Linked DNA regions of Cyprinus carpio: region 1 is linked to region 2. The links are chromatin contacts, called in public Hi-C maps. All regions are on one chromosome and are shown on one strand. The core of a region is the stretch at or near the end of the contact, and the rest is flanking DNA. Distances in the headings are between cores, read along the strand shown.

Region 1 (6,856 bases), core at 2,437-4,936, 40 kb after region 2:
ATCATTTTTAAACAAAATAATTTGGTGTAATACTACTCTTAAACAGAATCTACAGAATCTTATTTTGCAAAAGCATAATTTTTGCAGGATTTTCCCGTAAAAAGATTACATTCAGTAAAATGCACATGTATCTTACCTCACAGATTGAATTCTCGTGTTTAAGACTAAAAATAAATGAACAAAAATGTCCAAATGTTTAACCCTTACCAGAAAGATCCTTGAATCTTTGAATGACACATTTTAAATTTCCATTTGAATTGGAATGGGGGACAAGACCAGGCTTCTAGGTGCTTCCAGTGAGTCACTGAAAGCTTGAAATATCTGAAGCTTTATTCCTCACAAAAGGCTATTTTACTGAAATGACATGGACTTTCCTGTTGATACCCTTTCTGGGAAGAGGGGTGGTATACATATAAAAAAAACTATATAATGAAGAAAAAAAATCTAGGAAAAGATAATAACAGCAGATTCTAAAGGAAAAGCTTTGGATGTCTGCATAAACACCAGCATTTAGATTTAGCAGACATGAATTCTTTTAATATGTTTAAATAACAAATTGACAAATATATAGATTTAATTTTATTTGATTTATTTTGATCTGTTTAACTGACTGGACCAGATTTACTGCCGGGTTAAGCTAGACAAGCAAACAAGGTTAATATTTTTAAAATAGCAGAATTTGTGATAGCTTGATTTGCATTTATTTTAAGCATATATATAGATCTATCTTATAATGAAAATGTGGGAGTATTTTTATAATACAAAGAAAATGAAATAAATGTTTTAAGATGCTTACAAAAAATACGAGAAATTATTCTAAATAATATTTCATTGCAAAAACACTCTAGACTTGTCTCGTCTATAAATGCATTGCATAATCCTTCTGCAAGTATTAAACATTCACAGTTCATCTCAGGATCAATGCATTTACATGTTTTTCAATCAAATAATTTTTTGCAGTTTAGTGCATACACATATCATTTTCAATTTATCTCGTATGATCGAAAATAAATGTTTAACACCCTCTGATCATGAAAATGAGAAGGGGCGCAGCAAGAATCGCTGACAGGTGGCAAATACAATTAATATATTGATGACATGGGCCAATGAGATCATCTTTAATTCATTTACTGTACATAGGCAGAGAATGCTTTTTGCTGCTAGAGATAAAAGTACATTAGCACTCGATATAATGGTCGAAGGGCAAGGGAGGGGATTTTTACTGAATCAAACCTAATATGGACATCAAATCGGTCCAAGAAAAGCTGGCAGTGGAGAGAAAGGAGGGGTGATGGGGAGCAGGCAGAACAGCTGTGTTTTGATTGGATGAACTTGAAAATTCCAAATTTGTTCTGTCCTATCACAAAGACTGTTTGGACACATAGCAACAGTACATTTCATTCCATTGCCGTTTCTCTCTCTCTCCTTCTGTAGATTCTTCTGTTCATTTTTACAGTAAACCAGACAGAAATGGTCGTCGCAAATGTCAGGTTGGTAAGAGAGGAATGTCTTTTGTTCCGAGCTTGAGCACTCCGGATCAGCTTTAAACCGCAAGATGAAAGCGGTTGATTAAAGAGCGACATTCATGCCCATCCCCGCTACAAACACATCATTCTGCTCCGTGCAGTGAGTCACTTTCAAACGGGCATAAGAAACTGCTGAGTAATGTCAAGACTAAATCACTGCATTCAGGCCCAGTCACAAGTCTCTCATCTGTCTTCAAAGGTATCTTTTATCTCCAGACATCTGCATACACTATTCACTCAACCGAACAGATGCAGCTAAATGTGTTTATTCCCAATATTAGCAACAAAACAGACCCCATATGACGGACAGAAAGTTATTCTCAGAATGTTTTGTATTGCTTGTGCCACTGACTAATTCCCCTTAGTCATTTATCTGGCTGTACAGCCTAACTTTAATGCAGAAAACTGATGAGAGCTACATCCAGCAGCTATTTCAGAGTTTTATAGAGTGGTACACATGTAATCATGCCGTTATGTGACGTATTCATAATTCTAGTGGGAAGTTTCCCTCTCTAACCACAACAGTGGGCATCTGACACGATGAATGAATAACCAGGCTGCTTGTTCTTTTTTATTTCAATCTATTTCAAACTTTTTCTCATGCACATGGAAAATTACCATTTGGCAAAGAGTTCAGCCACCACAACCTCCCCGCGTTTACCAGCTCCGACCCAGCATCCCTCAGGGCAGGGTTTACCAGCAATTACATTTAAGAGATCTCGTCAAAGGTGCGCCTTCAGTAAAACCATGGGAGACAGTTTCAGCCCTCTGATATGTTTCCAGCACTATTCAGCATTTTTTTTTTAAGCTTTTGATGCTGGTCATCATCACTTTTTTTTTCTTTTTCTTAGGGCTTGTTTTTAAGTTCAGAAGTTCAGAAGGCATATCTTTTTTTTTTTTTTTGGAAGCATATTTCAGAACACAGATTTACCAGAATACATTTTTGTACAAACTTCTGAACGGTTTTATCCCAAAAATACTGCACTTATATTTAGTGACAGACAGCAAGTCACAACCGACTTTTGTTACCACATAAATGACGAAGATTGACGCATAGAGACGAAAGACTTCCCTAATCCACATTCGCACCTAATAATATTCCTCTTTCCATGCCACATTCTACAGTTACAGCTTCCCCTTACGTCAATGGCACCTTGGTAACAATATATACATACACATCAACATTTACCTGAACCCTAATGCTAATAGAGTTCATTTAAAGGGAATAGTTACATTTCTATTATCATTTAAGCACTCTGCATATAATGAAACATTTAACTACATTGGCTTTCATTATATGGAAAAAAATAAAATAAATAAAAATACATTTTTCAAAATCTTCTTTTTTGTTTAACAGAAAAAGAAAGTCATACAGGTTTTTAACTACAAATGGGTTACTAAATGAGTAAATGATGACAGAATTTCACTTTTAGGTTTAACTAACCCTTTAAAAAAAAAATTCTCTTTATCACATATTGTATTTCATAAATTAAGATAACAGATTTCAATGGTAGTTTAGAGTTTATACGTGTCAGTTTCTGTTTCATTTATACAAAAAGTTAATTTGTCTGTCTGCGGAGCAAGTGAGTTTGCAAAAGCAAATATCACGCATGATCTAATACCGGAAAATCAGATCGCCAGCTGGGAGAATCACAGGAAGATCGTAATCAGGTTAAAAACTAAATTGTTCTTCCCCCCTCCCCTTTCTCAGATTATTAATCCCGTCTTTTTTTCTGAATGAAACCCTTTCAGACAGGCACCAAGACAAATGTCTCTAGCACACATGCCGCCAAATATCAAAGTGACTTTAAATGAGCCGCTCTCTCTCTCTCTCTCTCTCTCTCTCTCTCTCTCACACACACACACACACACACACACACACACACAAACTTTCTCTCTCTTTCTACGGCGTAGCGCAGGAAGTGATTATGGGTGTCTGACGTAATTGGACCGTTCCAAAGAGAGAGACGAAAAAAATTCAAATCTATCTATCACGAGGAGGAAAAAAATGTGCACCCTGGAGTCCACGTTGACAAATTCTTTAACAAGCTGTGGTCAAAGGGAAGCTGGTTGAAGACTGACTCAGCCCCTCCTTTCAGCAGTTTACTGGAAACACGGGGGGAGGCAGGGGGAGGAGGGAGTTTCAGAGAAGTCACATGACCCGTAAGGGCAGGGCTAACCACAGCTTCGGGAGGAGGAGAGGAGCGCAGAGGAATCAGTGCGAGGGGGAGGCAGATACACACCCTTCCCCGAGCAGATGCCTCCGAACTGGGTTACTTATTCGACTGCCTGGGAGTTGGCAGGGGAGAATTCACAGACTTACTAACCCTTTCAGTGCCGGAAACAATGATTCAGAAGCATTTTTTAACAGTGTTACACCAAGTTAAACAAGAAACCAGACATTTTTGCTTGTTTTGTTAACACTTGTTTTAAATCAAATAAAAGCACACATAAATATCAATAAGAAAGATGCTGTTTCAGTGACTAAAACAGCTGTTGATGACTATAAACGGATGCAGCTGATGAAGTCTTGTCTGTTGAGCTGCTTTGTGCCAGCCTCGCTCGTGTGTGTGCAGTCACACACGTGCCATAAGTCTGGTGATCTCTAGAAACCAACATGACGACACAGACACTTGACATACAATCCCATGCCCTTGACCTTTGGGCAAAGGACGTCTGGAACCATTCTGTTATGCTGTTAGACGTCATACAAGCACAGAAATACACCTAGAAACATATAAAAAAATTAGTAAAACCCATTAAATCACTTCCTGTGTTCCGTCAAAGCTGAACAACATACCAAAAAAAAAAAAAAAAACAGTAGACAACTACTCAATATTTGCAATTCTATTGCGGATACTGTCCTGAATAAAATGTAGTTTACAAAAAAAGCAAGGTACATCTTTTTAAATCCGTTTCGGAGAAAGGGACCCGCTTCGTCTTCACTTGCAACGCTACTGGAGGATGATTTCGGATTCAAAGTGACAGAAGATTTCAGTAGATTTAAAAAAAAAGCCACAGACGTAGAAAGCGTGTCGTCTTCAGTCTCAGAGTACATGAGGAGCAAAAGGAGAGATTTGGGGGGAATCAGGCTTCAGACGGCACAGGAAACACTCTCCTGCAGCGCCAGTAAGAGATGCTGTGAAGCGGACGTCAGAATGACCAAACAGTGACAGAGAGGGAGTGAGAGATAGAAAAAGAGAGAGAGTGTGCAGGAGAGAGACAGATAGAAGAGGTACTGTAGAAAAGGCAACAGACACATATTGCAACTCGAAAAAGTCGTGCAAAATAACATGTTGGTTTTCTTCAAACAACTCAGGCTTTCATCCTCTCCTCTCATTTCTGTTCTGAACTCCCTTTAATTTTGCTATGCCTCCCCCTCTCTCTATATCCCCTCTCCCTCTTTTGGTATTGGGGAGAAATGTGAGGAAAGGACACACACATTAACACTCATAAACAAAACAAATATAGAAAAATATGAGTGGTTTTTAACTGGCGGTTCATTACCCCATCTGTTTTATGGAGTTATGGACTACAGAAGAAACAATGGGAAATATAAATAATCAAAACTCCTCCCATATCTTATATTGTTGACATCACAGCCTGTATGTCTAATAGAAGCTACATTATTTCGGTGCAAATTAATTTGTTAAAAGTTAATGTCAATATGACTACTGTTTTTTTTTTTTTTTTTTTAATAAGATTTTTTTTTACTGTACTGCATTGGGTAACTTGATATCTAATGCAAAACCGACATTTATGAGATAACATACATTATTAGTCAAAGTACCAGGCCTGTCTAAGTGTAACAAAATGTAAAATATAAAATACAGCAAAACAGAAATGGGCGTGCACATTTGATGGAAACTGCACATTAATCTAAATGCAGCAATGCTGATATGTAATAACAGAGGGTTTTTTTTTTTTAAGTGAAACGATTGGCTGCTGAGGTGCATAGTAATTCAGAAACAAAATGACCACATGTCAAATGAGTCAGGATACATACTTCCATCAGTGACGGTTTGAGGTTAACAACCAAGATAAAGGTTCCCCGTAAGTCTGACACGACCAGAAACTTCCTATTCACACGAAAAACTGATGAGAAAGAACTACATATGTCATAACACGCACATAAACTGTTCAGAGATCCTTTTATTGACTGCTTCAAGAGAATGTATTAAGATGGGTGCAAAACACTTCTCAGGAAATACTGCCCATGCAAAACCCAGCACCATACTGCAAGGACGATTGTCAGGGTGATGCTCTGCAGTTACTGAAGTATTCCATTGCAGTTCTGAATGGTCAGCAAGTTGTTATGCCATTACTAGTACGTACTGAATGGTTATCAAGTTGCTATCCTATTACTAGGGCATTCTAAATGGTTATTTGCTATGCCATTGCTAGGGTGTTCTGAATGGTTAGCGAGCTGCTATGCCATTAGTAGGGTGTTCTGAATGGTTAACATGTCGCTGTGTCATTGCTACCATGCTAGGGATTAGCATGCAGCTCTGCCATTTCTAGGGTGTTCTGAATGTTTTTTGTAAGTTGTTTTGCCATTTCTATGGTGTTCTGAATGGATAGCATGTCGCTGTGCCATTGCTTTTGATTACTTTTTCATGGATTACATGATAACATATTTACACAAAAGCAATAAATTATTCATAATTTATTGATTCTCCCTTATTCATCTTTTTCATCTCTTAAATTTTCCTATTTAAAATAGCCTACAGCTTACATAGACTCAGAAGGTCTTCCAGTTTTGTGGACATTCACACAAAGACTGGTTATTAATCAGCTGGACACACAGCATTTGACCAAAAATCATTTCAGGTTTAAGAAATGTTTCAATATTGCATCTACTACTGATTGATGAATAATGAATACTTTATACAACTGATAATGAACAGATACATTTTTTTTTGTGAATGATCACTCTGTAGGTTAAATGTGTCTTTGGAAGGCTTTTGACTTAAAAACATAAAAATGTACACATTTACAAAAATAGGGTTAGGGTTAGGGTTAGTGGTTTTTATGATTTAATTAATTATTAACTTTTCATTAAACTCATAAACCCCCTTGCAGTTCCTTTACAAATACCAGTTTGGGAAACCTTGATGTAATATATTATATTATTTAATGCACTTAATGTTATTAATAACAATAAATGGAATATATTTTCTTATGCTTTGTATTTTCAAAGTAAGTCAAAAGTAATCAAAGTAAAAAACGTAGTCTAATTATATTACCTTAAATGTTTAATGTAACGGATTACATTACTAACTAGATTTTTTGTCATGTAATTTGTAATCAGTAATGGACTACAATTCCTA
Region 2 (6,689 bases), core at 3,108-5,607:
AAAGAAAAAACACACTAAAACTATACAAACAATCATTATTGAAACTGTTTATAGCTAATGATGAAACATTCCTTAGACGTTATTCACAGGCTTGCAGCAAACCACACCAATACAATCTGTTAACCAGCAGGACCAGGCATGATGGAACAACCCATGCTAACTTTCAGGGAATTTTAGAGGGCCATACCTTTTTCAAGACCTTCATGGCAAATATCTTCCCAGAATCTGCCCCTGATACTTTTCGAACTTGAAAAACCTGTTTTTTAAAACAGAAAAGGACTGTTAAAATATATAGACGAAGTTGAAAGTCCAATAAAAATGGCACAGTTAGATCTACAATAGAAATCTGCAAACAAAAACTAAAAGCATTAAAACCTCAGTGCAAACAAATTACGTACAATATTGTTTTCAAAAGTCAGTATGATTTTTTTTTAACAAAAAAATTATTAAAATAGAAAGCATTAATTTAAAATTATAATAATATATTACAATATTACTGTATTTATTGTATTTTAAATCAAATAAATCAACATAAGAAGCTTCTTTCAAAAACTCTTACCGACCACAAACTTTTTTAAAAAGTAGTGTTAGCTACATTATTTTGCAGCCTTATTTATGTGTTCAAACTAATCCACATGGAGGGAGGAAACACTGCTAGTCTTGCTTACCTTGCCATATCCTCCTTTACCCAAAACACGAAGCAACTCAAAACATTCCGGACGAATCTGCTCTGTGCCTTGATTCACACTGTTCTCGGAGATCTCGAACTTCTCGCAGTCTTCCATACTGCTCCAAAACATTCAAATATCAACATTTTAATTAAAGAAAAGACATTTCACTTTTTGAGAGGCTAAGTTAAAATGACATCATCAAATTACACAAATATAATAAGGAGCACTCTGACATACTCACAAGTCAAAGCCACTGCACTGGTCCATGCATTCATTACTCTTGGCCTGTGGAAAGAAACGATTTTTTGGTGTTTATGGTAGGTTTAGAGTGTTTGAGGTGCGGACTGCAGGTTTTTTGTATCTCTGCAGCTTTTCCACCAAATGCACAGTGTGCAGATCTGACACGGCCATTAAAGCTCAATCTATACCAGTGACTGATGGGCACTGGCTCTTTTCCATCAACTTGAGTTATCAAGGTCACTGATCACTTTTATCACATTACAAGACCCAGTCTGACAATAGAGAGAGTGTCAGACCAAGAAAAGGTGGACCTACGGAGTACGGAGGATTTTTTTTGTGGTTTCAGAAGTAATTTAGGAGCAAAGCTAGTCTAAAAATCTGACACGAGAACTTCTGTCAAACTTTTGAACACTAAGCCTCTAATGTCTATTTTGCTTTAATTTCAGTGATATAAAAAAAAACTACAGCTTAGATATTTTAAAAGTTAATTTTTCTAATATTTAGTACAATGCTTAAGTGTGTTTAGTCGTTCATACAGTTAGGTCTCCATACACCTGAAGAAATGCTAGGTATCCAAAAAATGTAGTTTAAGCAGGTAGATGTGTTTCTAGCTAGTTTGAGTTGGTCACTATGTCTGGCTAATTAAATACGTTCTAAAAAAAACCAGAACAGTACCATGGTAAATATTAAAGTACCATGGTATTGTCATGTAACGTTAATAGTTTACTACAGTAACGTTACAGCCATAGTACTTGTATGCCGTGTTTCTGAAACACCGGATCGATCCTCAGGCCGGTCCAGGCGATGCGGAAAAACTGAAACCGAGTCGGTTACCGGTTACATACCCCGTCAGCGAGCTCCTCGTCCGACACGTTGTCCTCCGACGGGTCTAGGTCGATATCAAACACACCAGCCATGGCCACAGTCTCTTTACACACTCCAATACCGTAATAACTCATGGTCCAGCACGACTCACCGACGCCATAACCAGACCCGGTAACTTACGCAACGTATTCCTACGGAGATTAACTACCGGTAAACGATAATCACGGCGAACAGCGAGTTTCACAGAGCGTTCGTGCGCATGCTCCGAAATGTGTAAAACAACTGTCAACAACTACATTTACGTTTTTATTTATTCAAACACAAAATGTCTTCTATTTTACTCCGGAAGGTTGTAGCTGAGGTAAGTGGGTGTAGCGATACAAAAAAAACAACAACACGTCATTCTATGCGTATAGGAAGCTGCTTGTGCTTGTAGTACCGCTGCACTGCCAGTAGGTGTCGAAAAAAGACCTTGTTTTGCTTTTGGCAAGAGCTTCAAGTGCGTGCTGATAGCTACTGCAAAATCAGTAGTGTGCCTGTTTTCAAGCATAATTTATTTAATTTTGAAATAACTACAAGTTTCTTCACCTGATTAGAGGGTATAAAGAAAGGTTTACCGAAGATTTACACAAAACAAAGATTATTTGAGTAATGTTACATTGTAAAATACTATTTCAGTCTTTCTGCTTCGAAGTTACCTGCCGTTTCTTTGTAATTGTCTATTTTTTTTTTTTTTTTTTTCAGATTTAATCCCACACTGTTTTTTCAGTATGTATACACGTAGCCTATATATTTACATTTCATTTTATGGTATCATTAAAATATTTTGTGACCCTGTACGACAAAGCCAGTCATAAGTAGCACGGGTATATTTGTAGCTAACAATACACTGCATGGGACAAAATTATCGATTTTGCTTTAATTCCAAAAATCATTAGGATATTAAGATCATGTTCCATGAAGATATTTTGTAAATTCCCTACCGTAAATATATCAAAACTTAATTTTTAATCAGTAATATAAATTGCTAAGAACTTTAAAGAAGAACTTTAATGGCGATTTTCTCAATTTAATTTTTTGATTTCGTGTAGAATAATTAGGCCTAGGTGTATTACCGTTTAGATTTGGGAGGATATCGATTTAAGTGAAAAGTTTTTTTTTTGCCAATATTGGATTATTCATGAAGGGGAATTCTACTGAATGAGGGTAATTATTAAAACCTTTCGTCCTATCGTAAACTAAAACGATCAAAAGTCAGCAAGCTCGCCAAAAGGCTTGGCTGGAAGAAAGATGCAAGCTCACACACTATACATTGTTACAAAGTGCTGGATAGCCACAATTCTCTGCTCCCCACTTTTAAAAACCACAAGAGCCACAATGGGCACTTTGTGTCACATATGCTGCTAGCAGAAAGAAAGAAAGAAAGAAAGAAAAGAAAAGAAGAAAAAAAAACAACTATGCCTATGCAAATTATAGTTACAGGGACTTTCCAAAGTTGTATGTTTTTGAAAACGAGGCATAATAACTCATTCATACTTTACACAACCTGACACCAAAACAATGCACATCACAATGTATGGCTGTTGATATGACTGATAATATATCAAGCTATTTAAAGCTTAATTGTTTGCAGTAAAAACGGGCCTCCTGTTGTATATTTGTAGACACAGATTGTTCCCTGTTCCAAAATGTTTAGAATGAGAGCAGGAAGCTAATATGCTCATACTTCTGCTGGTTTTAATGATACATACCTGTGGGTTTCTGGATAGGTAAAGATACCCAGTATCTGCGTCAGGTAAGGTTTACAGCTGGTTCTGGGTCAGCTTGGGTGTGCCAGTGTTCTCCTGTTCGGTGACAGCACATCATTGATTCATGTGACGGGTTAAAGCCCCTGACTCACCTGAACTTCAGCAGTTTTAATTATGAATACACTTGCTTCTGAGAGCTGTAAACTGTATATGAGGAACTGTTACAGTTTTACCTTCACCCAGATAACATGCACTTCGTGTAGCCTACGTAAAACACGAGGCCACTTTAATTTAGGCCTACAAAACTGTTAATATGCAAATTTTAACATGTTATTTAACAACCATTTTAATTCGTACCTTATATATTTAAAATGTTTTAAAATATTTTAAAAGTATTGAAAATAATTTCCCAAAAATTTCGCCTATGCCCCCTATTGGTTGCTCGAGGTAAGTTATGCACGTTGAAAATCTAACTAAACCCGCAAAAGTGTGGCGTTTGGTCACACGCTAAGCAAAAACACCTGACCTTATTGTGCAACCTACACAAAATATTGGTCATAAGATGGAGGAGGGTTGTTAAGAAACTAGAATTGAACATGTCAAGCCTTATTTGAATATTAAAACCTGTTTGAACGAGTGATTTGCATAAAGGCGAACCCTCGGGCGAAGCTCGTAACTGTAGTGGGCGTGATCGTTCCTGAATTAATTGCATCACTAGAGTCACCCAACAACCATTTCATATGATATTAATAATTACACAGGATATTATACAGTACACATATTTTCGTAGTCGGTTTTTTTTATTTATTTTTATAATCAGTTCTTTTTGACGCACAAAGGAATGACATTTGCAGGGTTTATTACTGCAACTTCAGACTTTTTTGAGTGTTTATACATTTTTAGAATATATTTATTTTCATACGTATGTATATATATATATATATATATATATATATATATATATATATATATATATATATATATATATTATTTTTAACTGCTCATATTTTACAAAATTTCATATTTTTTATATTTTATCTCAACTTACATTCTTTAAATTTTACCTGAACTTTGAATTTCTGAAGCTTTTTAATTTTATTTTGTTATTCATCTTTATTTATACATATGTAGGCTTATATATCGATATGTATAGTATATTTATTTTACCTGCTCTAATTTTTATCATACATTTTAAACTTTAAAAATGTACCTTAACTTCAAATATCTTCAGCTTGCAGAAATCACATTTATTAGCCTGCAGTTAGTGTTGCATGTTCTATTGCAGCACACTAAACAAACTTACAATATATTATAAAATTCAAATAATAAAATATATAAAACTCAACTCAAAAACCAGGAGACGGATTGACATTTAATTCATTCACCTTTATTGATTCCCACTCAGGACACACAGACATACATGAATGGCAGAGGGGGTTCCCTAAAGTACAGGATGTTCTGAACAGTTACAGGAAATGATACTACTCGAATGTGAAAGCCAAGCAGATCACCCTGTGGTTTAACAATGGAGAAAACAGAGGGAATTGCTTAATGAACATCTTTTTAATTTAATAACAAATACCAGTTGCACATGTTAGATAACGACTGAGCAGTTATATGACAGAGAGAGAAAAAACTGTAGAGCAAGTGCAGATGAAGGGGGTGGGCAAAAAGATGTGTCATAACAGAGTGTGTTGCAATAAGGTGTGTTCTTTCTGGATTCTCAAGAAATTCAAGTGGACAAAACCAAGTGCTGAACGTGCGCGCGCACACACACGCCCTTCAACGAGAAAGGCTACGCAGAAACACGTCAATTACGCTCTCTATAAACACACACACATCGGAAATATTTCTTTCATAACGACCCCTCTAAAATTAGACACCAATATCGAGACAAAAAAACATTTTTCAGTATTGAAAAAAAAAATGGTTATAAAAATTACAACTACTAATAATAACAAATCAGACAGCGATTAAAAAACGAAGATCTTTACAGGGGATGAAAAAACCCAAAATGTCAGACAGCCTACAGACTGTTGTCGCCGGGCGAATGTAACAGCCAACACCAGTCTGATAAGCTATTTGACACACTGGGAGAGACTTGTCCACACCAATAAAGAAACATAATGAAGAATTAACTCACTTACCAATGATTAGACGAGAGGGTGGGGCTGGAAGAGGGGCGTGGCCATTAATTTTAACAATATAATGATTTAAATCCCGTTATGGAAGAACCGAAAGCGTTCTACCCCTCATTCAACGGAGCACTGACTATGTGAGATAATTGAACGCAGCTTCTCCTTTCTGTCTCACCCTGGCTGTGTTTCGAATCCTAGCGAGGCTCCTGCCTAGACAGCATTTTCTGGAGCATCATCGTCGCGCTCTAACGTTAAAAAGACTGTCTCGCTGGATTTTGAGACACAGCCTCTCTCGCGCGCTCCCCGTCGCGTTCTCCCCCTCTCTCTCGCTCTCTCAGCAGTGTTGCCATATCCGCGTATTTTAAGCCACTTTACATCAAGGCGCTTTTAAATACTGCCAATCGAGCCTTAGCTGTTTTTTTTTTTTTTTTTTTTTTTTTTGCAGAAAACACATGCCCTTTTTGAGATTTCAAAGTTACAGACATGTATAACTGTATAAAAAAACATGACATTTGTTATTCCTGCAATTTGCATTTTTCTTGGTAAACAGATAGTTTTTCCTAAGTTCCTATTACTTTTGTATAAATTAAGTTTTAAATTTGTTATTAATTCAGATATCCAATTGTATGTGAGAAATATTTTTTTCAAAAGTCATATCCAATTGTATGTGAGAAATATTTTTTTCAAAAGTGTATGTTGTTAATTAGTCAAAGTCAAAGTCATAAAATCTGTTTATTTTTATTTTATTTAATTGTAATTGATTTTATTTTATAGTTTCCATTGGCCTGCTTTTCTCACGAGATCTGGCAACACTGCCTCTCATCCTCTACGCCAGCAGCGGGCAGTGCATTGAGTTCAGCGGAGAGTTCGTTTAAGGTAACGGCAAAAGAAACTCCACACTGTTCCATTTTTTTAATACGCCTGCCGCTTCCAGACTCACATACCAGGGTAGCGTTACAAAAAGGCACCAAAAATTTTTTTTCACAAGCAATTAAAAGAAAAAAAGACGCGAAAAGAAGCGACGGACAAGACGTGTGCCTAGCTGCCTTATGTTATGTCACCAGTGC

Evidence for each region. Hi-C and Micro-C count contacts between places; a contact is called where the count stands out from the background.
Region 1: a Hi-C map of skeletal muscle shows a contact between it and region 2, with 2.3 times the contacts expected there. The contact joins the enhancer-like site here to the promoter of rps6kb1a in region 2. A contact is called at or near these places in 4 of 8 Hi-C or Micro-C datasets (red blood cells and skeletal muscle).

Annotation. Positions count from the first base shown.
Region 1 is chrB10:13,811,080-13,817,935 of ASM1834038v1, forward strand. All of the region lies in intron 2 of LOC109112054 (a long non-coding RNA gene), which reads right to left. Among protein-coding and RNA genes, the nearest start is that of LOC109112054, 5.5 kb to the right of the region's middle. Within about 2 kb of position 3,687, at least 6 of the 8 cell types and tissues checked have an H3K27ac peak or open chromatin away from gene starts, as enhancers often do. A contact at or near this core is called in skeletal muscle, where this site is marked.
Region 2 is chrB10:13,770,752-13,777,440 of ASM1834038v1, forward strand. rps6kb1a (ribosomal protein S6 kinase beta-1) reads right to left here and starts at 4,358. Exons shown (of 14, transcript XR_006155747.1): 1 at 1,757-4,358; 2 at 913-956; 3 at 669-786; 4 at 188-256.